Regions from separate parts of the Mus musculus genome. Here regions 1 and 3 are each linked to region 2. Evidence: chromatin contacts called from public ChIA-PET and Hi-C data. All regions are on one chromosome and are shown on one strand. Each heading gives the region's core, a stretch centred on a gene start, on an enhancer-like site or on the middle of the called end of the contact. The rest is flanking DNA. Distances are from core to core; before and after follow the strand shown.

Region 1 (3,133 bases), core at 4-2,503, 230 kb after region 2:
ACAATGTTTCTAAAGCAACAGACCTGTTGGTAGATGCTGGGTAGAGGCAATGAACCTCAGACCCCAGTAAGCCCTGGCATCATGAGGAAGAGAGACGCTGACACTCCAGTGTGCTGTGTGGTAAGCAGGGGCATTTGGTGCACTAGGTATCCCAAGTGCATTTGTGACTTAATGATGTTTTCCACTCGCTATGAACCTATTGGAATGTCAGTCCTTCGTTAAGTAGGGGAGCGTAATTTGTGGAGGCAAGACTTAAACACCTGCATCATCCTTATCCCAAACCGTTCTCTTGATTCACCACTGAAAATCCAGAGATTGTCACAAAACCATGGAGTTTTAAAAATGAAATAGTACCTTTTGATTTAAAAGCAAAGTCAAATGTGTCAGGGTCCAGAATTATGATCATAGATACAGGGGAGTTGCAGATAAAGGAATGAAGACCACAAAGAGCAGGTAAATACACCGGCATCAACCAGATTGGCCGTTTAAGCTCTCTTAGTGATCTGTAGTGATTATCTTGGGTAAAAGCTTGGAGAACCTAAAAGACGTGGCAGCTGGAAGACCTGGTGAATCTTCTGCATAAAGTGTCTTGTTAACGAGTAACAGATGTTAGCTCATTGCCATCACCATCATCATTATCATCACCATCACCATCATCACCCTTTCCCCGACTCCCGTCACTGTGTGTATCTCAGGGAGGGTGAGATTAGGAATAAGGTGGATACCAGAAGCAGCTGAATGGAACCAAAGAAGAAGGATACAGGGCAGAGAGAAGACCGCATCAAATCACAGAAGCTTCCCGAAAACACTGTACTGCCACTTAGAAGGCAAGTATGACTTTATAGAAAAGGTAAACTAGAGAGGTTAGGGAGTGGGGTAGAGAAAAGAGTGGGTGGGTCTGTGAGAAGTCCATGGTGAATCTTCATTGTCAGCCCAGAAGGTTAGTTTGGAAATTGGGTCTATCTTTGCTGAAATGTAAACCGAGGAAAAGACTCCTAATCTGTGGGAGAAATCCTGTTGGGATATTACTTATGTGGTCGATCCTTATGGTGATCCTTGGAAAACTTGATGTGGGAGAGAACACAGATAGGGCAAGAGCAGATATGCACTGCCTAAGAAGGGACAGGTGACAAAAGGCAGGGCAGTCACGTAAGTTCCTTTCAAGTTGATTTCCACAGCACCGAAGTTAAACACCCAGTTAAAGGTTGGACTTCTTGTGGGAGGTCAAAGGGAGCCAAAGATGGGTGACTGCCAACTGTCACAAAGCTGGGAAGATAAACAACTGGCCAGATGTTCTGGAGAAGACCTGTGTGACAACCTGAACTCATGCCAGTCATCGAGAAGGATGAATAAACAACAGCCAACGGGGGTTGGGGGTGGGGTGTCTGGGGGGGGGGGCGGTCGAAGTCCTGGGTCGTCCCAGCTGTCTTGCCGATGCGTGGTACACCAAGCCACTCTAATGATGAAACCTAAAACGATTCTCGTTTCCGGAGTGTCAATAAGAATTTGGTAGCAAAACAAAAGCTTAGCAAGGAGGTGAAAGAGAGCCCTCTCAGGAGCTAGTTGCAGCCTGAAGCTGGATGTTCCAAGCTATGATTGATAGAGACTGGCTCCAGGGTGCAGCCACCCTGGAACATCCTGTTCCTGTCACTGCGAGAGCTGGAGGCATTAGCAGCCTGGTGATATTGACTTGGTTTTTCTCTCCTGGAAGGCTGGCCTCTTTAGCTTCTTTCAGCATCCTGGGACTGCGCTACACAGGCTTCTTGGCACCACCCACAGACCTCTGAGCCCTCAACAGCCTCCCATTTTACTACTATGCCAAGAGAGTTAACTATATTTTTTTGTTTTTTTTTTGTTTTTTGTTTTTTTTTTTTTTTTTTCTTTTTTCAGCCAATAGCAAGTAGCTCTGGACCATGTGGTTGTCTGTCTATCTGTCCCTCAGGGAAGTGCTGGGCAAGCAATTAGCCACTGTTCTGGCACCCACTGTGTGACCAAGATGGTCTTGGGTCAATGTCTCTCATCTGTGCATGCTTCTAGGATAGTCGTCAACTGTGGAAGAAGGGTCTCTGGGACGTGAGCAACCCTATAGAGGATTGCTGAGATGGGTTAGGGTGAGGGGTGAGGAGGGGAGGAGCCGGAAGTGGCCTAAGTAGCAGGATGAGAAAGGAGTCAAAGGCTCTTGACCCCAGCAATCTCAGGGATCACTGGTGACAAAGGAAGCCATTGTCCCTTAGAGGTGTTGTAGGAGAGTGAAGCCAGAAGATAGAGCAGCCATGTGCCAGGGTTAGGACATGGTGTCAATAGGAAGTTGACTATTAATAGAGACCTGGGGCATTGGCAGGAGAATTGGCTGAAGGAGGGAGCCCCTCTGCTTTGGGGAATTGAGGGAAAAAAAGCAACAGAGAACAGGCGCTCCAAGAGGCGCCCCCAATGTTATAAGGCCATGGAAACTTGACGAAATAACACTGAGTCCTTGCTTAACATGTCTTGCAGGATGATTGATTAGAAAATACAACTGACAAGAAAGTACAGTTTAGGGAATAGTTCCTTGATTGAATAGGTGATAGAGCCCCCCAGCCTCTCTCCTCTCTTTTTGTCTGTCTGTCTGTCGGTCTGTCTGTGCCTCTCTCTTTCTCCTTTATTTTTCAGCTGAAAAAAAAATGCTTGACATTTGACATCATTCCTTTGGCTCAGCGTCCTGTTCCATTTTCCATAACTAGATGTCATCTCAAACCTAGAGCCAGCGCCTGGGTAGGAGCTTCTGCTGTCCCTTGTCTTCTGATACTCCCAGCAGCTGCCTTCCTTGTTTGTGTCCCATGACTCCCAGATACTCTAGAAATTACCACTGGGGTCTTTGGCCATGAACTGGGCTCACTTATTAAAAGTTGGAAAGTTGGAGCGTTGGCGAAGCACAGGATGAGAGCCCTATAAAAAAAGCTCCTCTCGTGTTTCCCATTTTCTTCGACTGTAGGTTGAGGACATAAACAAGCACATCTTCAGTACCAGTTCTGGACAATGTGGCATTTTTATGAATAACCATACTATGGTTATAGCAGAATGTGCTGAGAACACTAAGAGGCATCAAGTGCTTTGTGAGTTGAGAGGAGGAGAGCTTTCCTGTGCGTGTTGAATT
Region 2 (3,292 bases), core at 593-3,092:
AAAATGAAAAAACAAAACCTCTTTAAGTATGTCTATGTTCTCAGTCTACAGAAGAGTAGGTGAGTAGTTTCCAATTAGGTTTTGTGTTCCTCTACCTGGTGCATGAGTCTTTGGTTTGTCTTAGCTTCTTGGGAGGATGTTGTTTGGTATTGGCATCTAGTGACATGAACAAAAGATGCTGTTGAATTCCACAGAGCCAGCCTCCTACAATTAGGAGTTATCTAAACTCTGCTTCAGGTAAAATAACTCAATTTTTTCTGAAGTAAAGTCTGTTCTTTGGGGGCAGGAGAGAGAAGAGGGAGCTGGCTTAGCAGGTGAGGGGGGCTTGCCACCAAGCCCAAATATGACTTGAGGTTTGACTCCTGCAGGTTTGTTCTCTAATCTCATCACCTAAAACTAGAGGAGTAAGTAGAACCCTAGATCTTAAACTCCAGACAGAGCCATGAAGGGTAGACTGCCACAGAGGGTCAGAGAGCTGAAGTCTCTGCCGTCCCCACTTTCTGAATCTTCCTTTGTCCAGACTCCTGCTTTGGATTTGTTTGCGCTGCCTAATTCCTTTCCTAGCCCTCAAGCCCCAAATAAGAGAGAGTAGAATGGAACTGTTTAAACCAATTTATTACTTTCTAAACTTTTTTTTTAATATCTTCTTGTTATATTTACCCCTTTCCCACTTTTTCAAAGGTCTCTCTTGTTTAAGGTTTAAACTGGCAGATTTTCTCTATGCATAGTGTTTTAGTCTGAATATTATATACTTCCGTCTCTCTGGCTTGGGATTTGGCATCCTCCTGCCTCAGCATTTTTAGTACTGAGATTACAACCTGAGCAGTTGGACCTGATTTTTAAGAATTTTCTCAAAATCCAGAGTAAAGTGGGTAGACAGAATCTTTGGTCGGTAGACTACTGGTGGTAAAATAGGAGCTGTCCCCTATATGTCCTCCGCCCGGGGCTTCTAAACTGCTCTCTCTTTGTAATGTCCACTGCACACGTAGACGTCTTAGTTTTGATTTTTAACTACACATTCAAAGTTCTCCCTGTAAAGCTGTTACAGTCAGTTTGGGGTTTTGTAAGTCACAACGAATGGGTCGTCATAGCACTTAGCAGCTGTGTTACTCAGACTCCAGCTACATTGCTTTTCTCAGTGAAAAGTGGGAACAACCAGCGGGTTTCAGTTAGAATCGAATAAAGTGCTAAATGTGTTCTATAGTGTGTAAGACGAGTTTTCTATGTGGAAGCTATTTTTATCACTGAACATGAGACAGTGTGTGTGGGGTGGTGGTGGTGGGGGGGGGGTTTGAGTTGGTTAATGTTTGATAGAAGGTTGAGGGTGAAACCCCAGTGAAGGCACTGTTTTAGAATTGTACACTGGGGCCAATACGAGCTGTTGCCTTTGCGTTTGAGTTTTGAATCCAGATGCCCTCTGCTTGTGCTTGAGATTCTGTCTTTTAAACGTTTATAAGTTAGATTAACTCAGTTGTGTGTCAGTTCGTCCACATGTGTGTGCATGTGTGTGTGTCCACAGTGTTTGTGTGGAGTGGGGCAACTTGGAGGGGTTGTTCTCTCCAACCAGGTCACCACTGGGGGTTGAACTAAGACTTGACAGTGAGGGCCTTTATCTGCCAAGCCATCTCGCTGGCCCAAAGCTCTGTTCTTTATGCTTCAGTTTTCTCCTAAGGTGGGCTAACAACGAGGGAGGCTCGTGTGGTCTCACGTGTGCACTGATCCATATCTCGTGCTTAAGACAGTGTCTGAACATTGTTGTAATGCTCAGCTTCTGAGGCCAGCCAGTGTACTGGGGCTCTATGCAGATGATCCTCACAGCAGACTTGTACCACCGTCATCTGCCAGGTTACGGAAGGGAGCGTGATAGCAAACCTGGTTCTTGCCAAGGTTGTGTGCCTTGTGTGGCAGAGATTAGCTGGAGCCCCTGCTTCTCCCGTGCTGCTGGGGCATGCATCCTTGGGTACCCAGGACAGGGAGGGCAGCAGTGACTGTGGGCTGCTCGTGCGGCTGCAAGGGTCGTGGTGAGGGATTCACTGAAGCATCACTCCTGACAGGCTGTGCTCAGAGCCCTTCCTCAGAAGTGACCAGCTGACCCCACTGTAGAAGGCAGTGATTAGAGGTCAGATGTCTAGATTAAAGGGTTGCTTAGACCATCACATTATCCAGATGTTTTTTCCCTGTAAAATACTGTGCCAGGATTTCTGTGAAGAGTTTTCACTATTGTCACAGCAGACAGTATTTGTCACCGTTTCAGGAGTGTTTGACAGTCAGATTTTGAGCTGAGCCCTGGGACTGCAAGCTTGAGCCGTCGTGTGTTTTCTGAAAGGTTTCCGAGACAGTGTGGTCATGCATCCTCCTCTCCTCCCCCAGTGGACTGTAGTAGTGCACTACACGTCATGGCTCTAACTAGAAACACGCCATTGATTTCCTATTACATGAGCTGGCATTGTTGGTCCTGCAAAGCTGCTGATGACGTAGTAGCCTGTGAAACATTTTATCTTCAGTTAACATGGCTATTTTTTTTTTTTTTTGAAGGAAGAACCAAGGAGTCAGTATTGGAAACAGCATTTTTCTCATTGTCTGTTTGCTGTTTTCTTGCTGTCATAAAATAGCAGGGCACTGCCCTCTAACACTGATTAATAATCTCAGAGACAGAGGCAGGCTGACCTCTGAGTTCTAGACCGGCGTGGTCTACATAGTGAGTTCCAGGCCAGGCAGGATGATGATGTGAGACCCTGTTTAACAACAGTAACCTTGACACGGCCCTTACTGGATGGTTTGTTTGGTTCACAGTTCCATCAAGGCGGGGAAATCACAACAGGAGCTTAGGGGACCTGGTAGCATTGTGGTTCAGCAGAGAGGGAGGGAGGCCGAGTAGCTGCTCAGCTCCCTCTCTGCACTTAGGTCATGCAGGGTCTCAGCCTGGGAGTCCTCCTGACCACTCAGGATCGGATTGGCGTTTAGCACTGTTAGCCACCCTGAGCGGGAAGTGAAGTCTGTGATGTATCTATCCCCAGAAGCCTGCTGAGAGCATTGTAGCCCCCTGAATTTGGAGTTTGAGAGTGCTTGTGCACTGCCTCCTTGTGCTGGAAACAAAACTTCACTCCAGTCCTCTGAAAGAAGAGCAGGAGCTCTTCACTGCTAAGCCCTGGTGTATGCCAGAATAATGCCACATGCTCATCAAGGAAGATGTCCAATTGGTTAAGAGTCATAAATGGTATGAGTTGGGTGTAGAGGCTTGGGTTTTAGCAAACGTTGAATGGACATTGAATCCATAAAGGGAGGGTTTGTG
Region 3 (3,063 bases), core at 484-2,983, 210 kb after region 2:
AAATGAGCCTGTAACCAAGCACAAAGAGGCCCCCAAATGAAAACTCAACACGGTCGATGAGTGCTGTGTGCTGAGCCACAGGAGAGCCAAGGCAAAGGGGAGAGTCTTACTCACATTAATCCTGTCTTCATATATATTACTGGTGTTATATTCATTGTGACTTTTTACTTTAGTTGTGATTTTAAAGGAATATTGTACTAAAATAGTACTCATCTTGATTACTAAGTTTTTGGCAGCCTTTACTCTTAGACACATAGCAAGCACCTGACCTCATGTCTTTTCCATCCTTCACCCAGTACTGTGCTCTGAACACAGCAGGGAAGTATCAAACTTTTTACCTTAAAGCAGTTTTTTTTTAAAAAAAAGATTTATTTACTCTAGCCAGGTGTGGTGGTGCATAACTCTAATCCAAGAACTCAGCAGGCAAAGGCAGTGACAACTTTGTGAGTTCGAGGCCAGCCTGATCTATATAAACACTGATCATTCAGTGCTATACAGCAAGGGCTACACAGAGTCTCAAATACACACACACACACATACACACACACACATTGTATATGATGTTTGACCTGCATGTATGGGTATCACATGTGTGCCAGGTGCAGTGAGGGGCAGAAGAAGGCCTTAGATCCCTTTGGAATGATAAATGATTGTGAATCACTCTTAGGATGCTGAAAACCAAACCCAGATCCCTCCTTGCAAGAGCAAACAGTTCTCTCAGCAGTGGAGCCATGTCTCCAGGCCTCTTAGCATCTTCTCATGAGCTGGTCTTTTCTCATCTGTTTCAAACCTTTCTGTCTTTGCTTGTTGTTTTATATCTGTTCATTGTAATGCAAACTTCAGAGATTTTAACTGGGAAGGGGCCTAACAGGCGTATATACTTAAAGGTTGTAGTTTGAGGGGTCAATGCGGTTTGAGGCTTCTGAGGAGGGAAACAAGGCACAGAGTCACTGTTTATATGTTCAGGTACTGAGCTGCACACTTTAGAAGAATGTGAGAGGCCACGAGGTTAAGGAACACGTCTAAGGCAAAGATCTTGGATGCCAACAGAGAATGCTCTGAGCTTTAGTCAGGTTCCTTGCAGCTTGTAGAAGGTTCTGGGTCAGGAAGAAATAGTCAAGTTTGGAGAATTAAAAACAAACAAATACACAGAACCCCAAACAAAAACCTAACAAAACGAGATAGGGAAGGAGAAGATGTGTCAGGACAATTTCCCATGATCCTTTGGCTTCTTCCGCTGTCTCACACCACCCACCCATCCACAGAAGACAAAGTCTGAGAAATTCACTGCCAATTGAGGGACTGGAGGTCAGAACTAAGCAAAGATGATTCAGGCAAACCTGTGGCTACACCAGACGGAATTCCGTTCAGGACTTTTGTTTAAATGAGATTTGAATCTGAGCAGCAACGGCCACCCTTTGCACCGTTGAGCAAGCCTGTACTAGGTATGACAACACGTTCATTCACCATCAGTTCCCAAACGGCAGCGCCAGCCAGCTTGGCAGATTGTTCCAAAAGTCACACAGGGACAAGGGCATCGTTAAAGAGGAAGTACAACCCAGGAGACCCTTGCTTGACATCTTGGTTGCAAAAGTCACTTTGCCTTTCTGAGCCCACTTGTTCTGGGCATGCTGATGAGAAATCTTTTCTTGTGGGGTGATATATAAATGATGGCCACAGTACCTAGCATGATGCTGGGTGGATGGGAGAGCCTTGGGGGTGGGGTAGGGGGTAAGGAAGTGGGGTAGGGTAAGGGTGAAGTAGGGATAGGGCAGGGGTGGGGATGGGGCGGTGGAGGTGGGGTGGGGTAGGGTAAGGGTGGAGTGGGGGTGAGGGGGTGGGGTAGCATAAGGGTGGAATGGGGGTAGGGTGGGGGTGGGATGGGGTGGGGTTCTATTTTTTCTTTCTGTCTGTTTCTCAGTTTTCCTTTGGATGTTAGTCAGCCAGGACAGAGAGAAGGATGAGAGATGGCCTCTAGTAAACCCGGCTAATCAGTCACAGATGACCCTTGGCATTGCTGCCTGATTGCGAAAGCACGGGCTTAAACATGACACATGATAAGGAAATGGTGTCAAAAAGCACGATTCCCTTAGAGAGTGCAAAGCACTTTGTATGTGCCCTCATTGACAGCAGCAGGGCCCGGGACAGGGACTGTCACGTTCCCATTCAAGGGAGGAAAGACATCTGGAAAAGAGCAAAGATCTGCCTTATGCTCCCCTCCCCTGCCTGCTCTGACCTGTGACCTACACAGCAAGCCCGACCTGGAGCCTCCAAGCAACACCTTCACAAAGCTTCATATTTATTTATTGTAAGAAAGTACCGTTTTCCAGGAAAGGCTTTTTAAAAACACATTCCTGGAACAGCAACTTCATGCTGTTAGAACTAACATACTTTTGGTAGAGCTCCGTTCCAGAGCTTGCAGAGATCAGTTGAAGTGTGTTAATAGTTTGTCACTAATCCAAGGATCACATCCCCAGTGGCTTCCTTTCTTCCTCATTTTCTTCCTCTTCCTCCTCCTTATCCATTGGCTATAGTGTGCTCTGTCCGGTTCTAATTCTTGCAAATCCAAGTGACCCCGTGTTGGCTGACGATTCGTGTGGAGATGACGTCTTGTCCACTCTGAAGCACCACTATACGTCGGAGCTGCTGCCCTGCCCTAAGTGAGTCCGTACTGTGTGAAACAGTAGCTCTCAGGAGGAGCTTTGCCCATGCCGACCCTACTTTGCAAAGGGACATTTGGCTCCATTTTGAGCATAAACACAGGGGCAAGGTGATTGCCTCTTGTGTACAAATTAAATAGTGACATCTGTCCAGTGCAAGCCACTGGGCACAGACTGGCAACTTACTGCTACAAGGAAGAAGGTGCCACCCATACATTTACAAATGGAGGTGGGGAACAAGGAGGGATATGGGCATATTTAAGCTCATGGAGAACCAGCCCTTCAAACTTATTGGACAAGTCAGACCAACAAGAGATGCTACAGTCTCATTTAGACCGTTTAAAAGAAGGGTCACCTAGCACACAGACAGCAATAGTGCCACAGACCTGCCATCTGACCACTG

What was found. A called contact is a pair of places that touch in the nucleus more often than the background predicts. ChIA-PET counts read pairs in DNA pulled down with a chosen protein or histone mark.
Region 1: a contact with region 2 is called in an REV-ERBa ChIA-PET map of liver, with 5 times the contacts expected there. The contact joins two enhancer-like sites. A contact is called at or near these places in 3 of 484 Hi-C or Micro-C datasets (cortical neurons and liver), 4 of 115 datasets of contacts at active chromatin or transcription factors (double positive thymocytes, extraembryonic endoderm stem cells, liver and 1 more) and 1 of 9 other capture datasets (embryonic stem cells).
Region 3: a Hi-C map of liver shows a contact between it and region 2, with 2.2 times the contacts expected there. The contact joins two enhancer-like sites. A contact is called at or near these places in 2 of 484 Hi-C or Micro-C datasets (cortical neurons and liver) and 3 of 115 datasets of contacts at active chromatin or transcription factors (CD8 T cells, double positive thymocytes and extraembryonic endoderm stem cells).

Annotation. Positions count from the first base shown.
Region 1 is chr3:52,525,923-52,529,055 of GRCm38.p6, forward strand. The region is part of intron 1 of Gm30173 (predicted gene, 30173); the gene reads left to right. Among named protein-coding and RNA genes, the nearest start is that of Gm30173, 11 kb to the left of the region's middle. Within about 2 kb of position 1,254, at least 16 of the 459 cell types and tissues checked have an H3K27ac peak or open chromatin away from gene starts, as enhancers often do. A contact at or near this core is called in liver, where this site is marked.
Region 2 is chr3:52,291,404-52,294,695 of GRCm38.p6, forward strand. All of the region lies in intron 1 of Foxo1 (forkhead box O1), which reads left to right. Among named protein-coding and RNA genes, the nearest start is that of Foxo1, 25 kb to the left of the region's middle. Within about 2 kb of position 1,843, at least 16 of the 459 cell types and tissues checked have an H3K27ac peak or open chromatin away from gene starts, as enhancers often do. A contact at or near this core is called in liver, where this site is marked.
Region 3 is chr3:52,500,343-52,503,405 of GRCm38.p6, forward strand. No RefSeq gene overlaps it. Among named protein-coding and RNA genes, the nearest start is that of Gm30173, 15 kb to the right of the region's middle. Within about 2 kb of position 1,734, at least 36 of the 459 cell types and tissues checked have an H3K27ac peak or open chromatin away from gene starts, as enhancers often do. A contact at or near this core is called in liver, where this site is marked.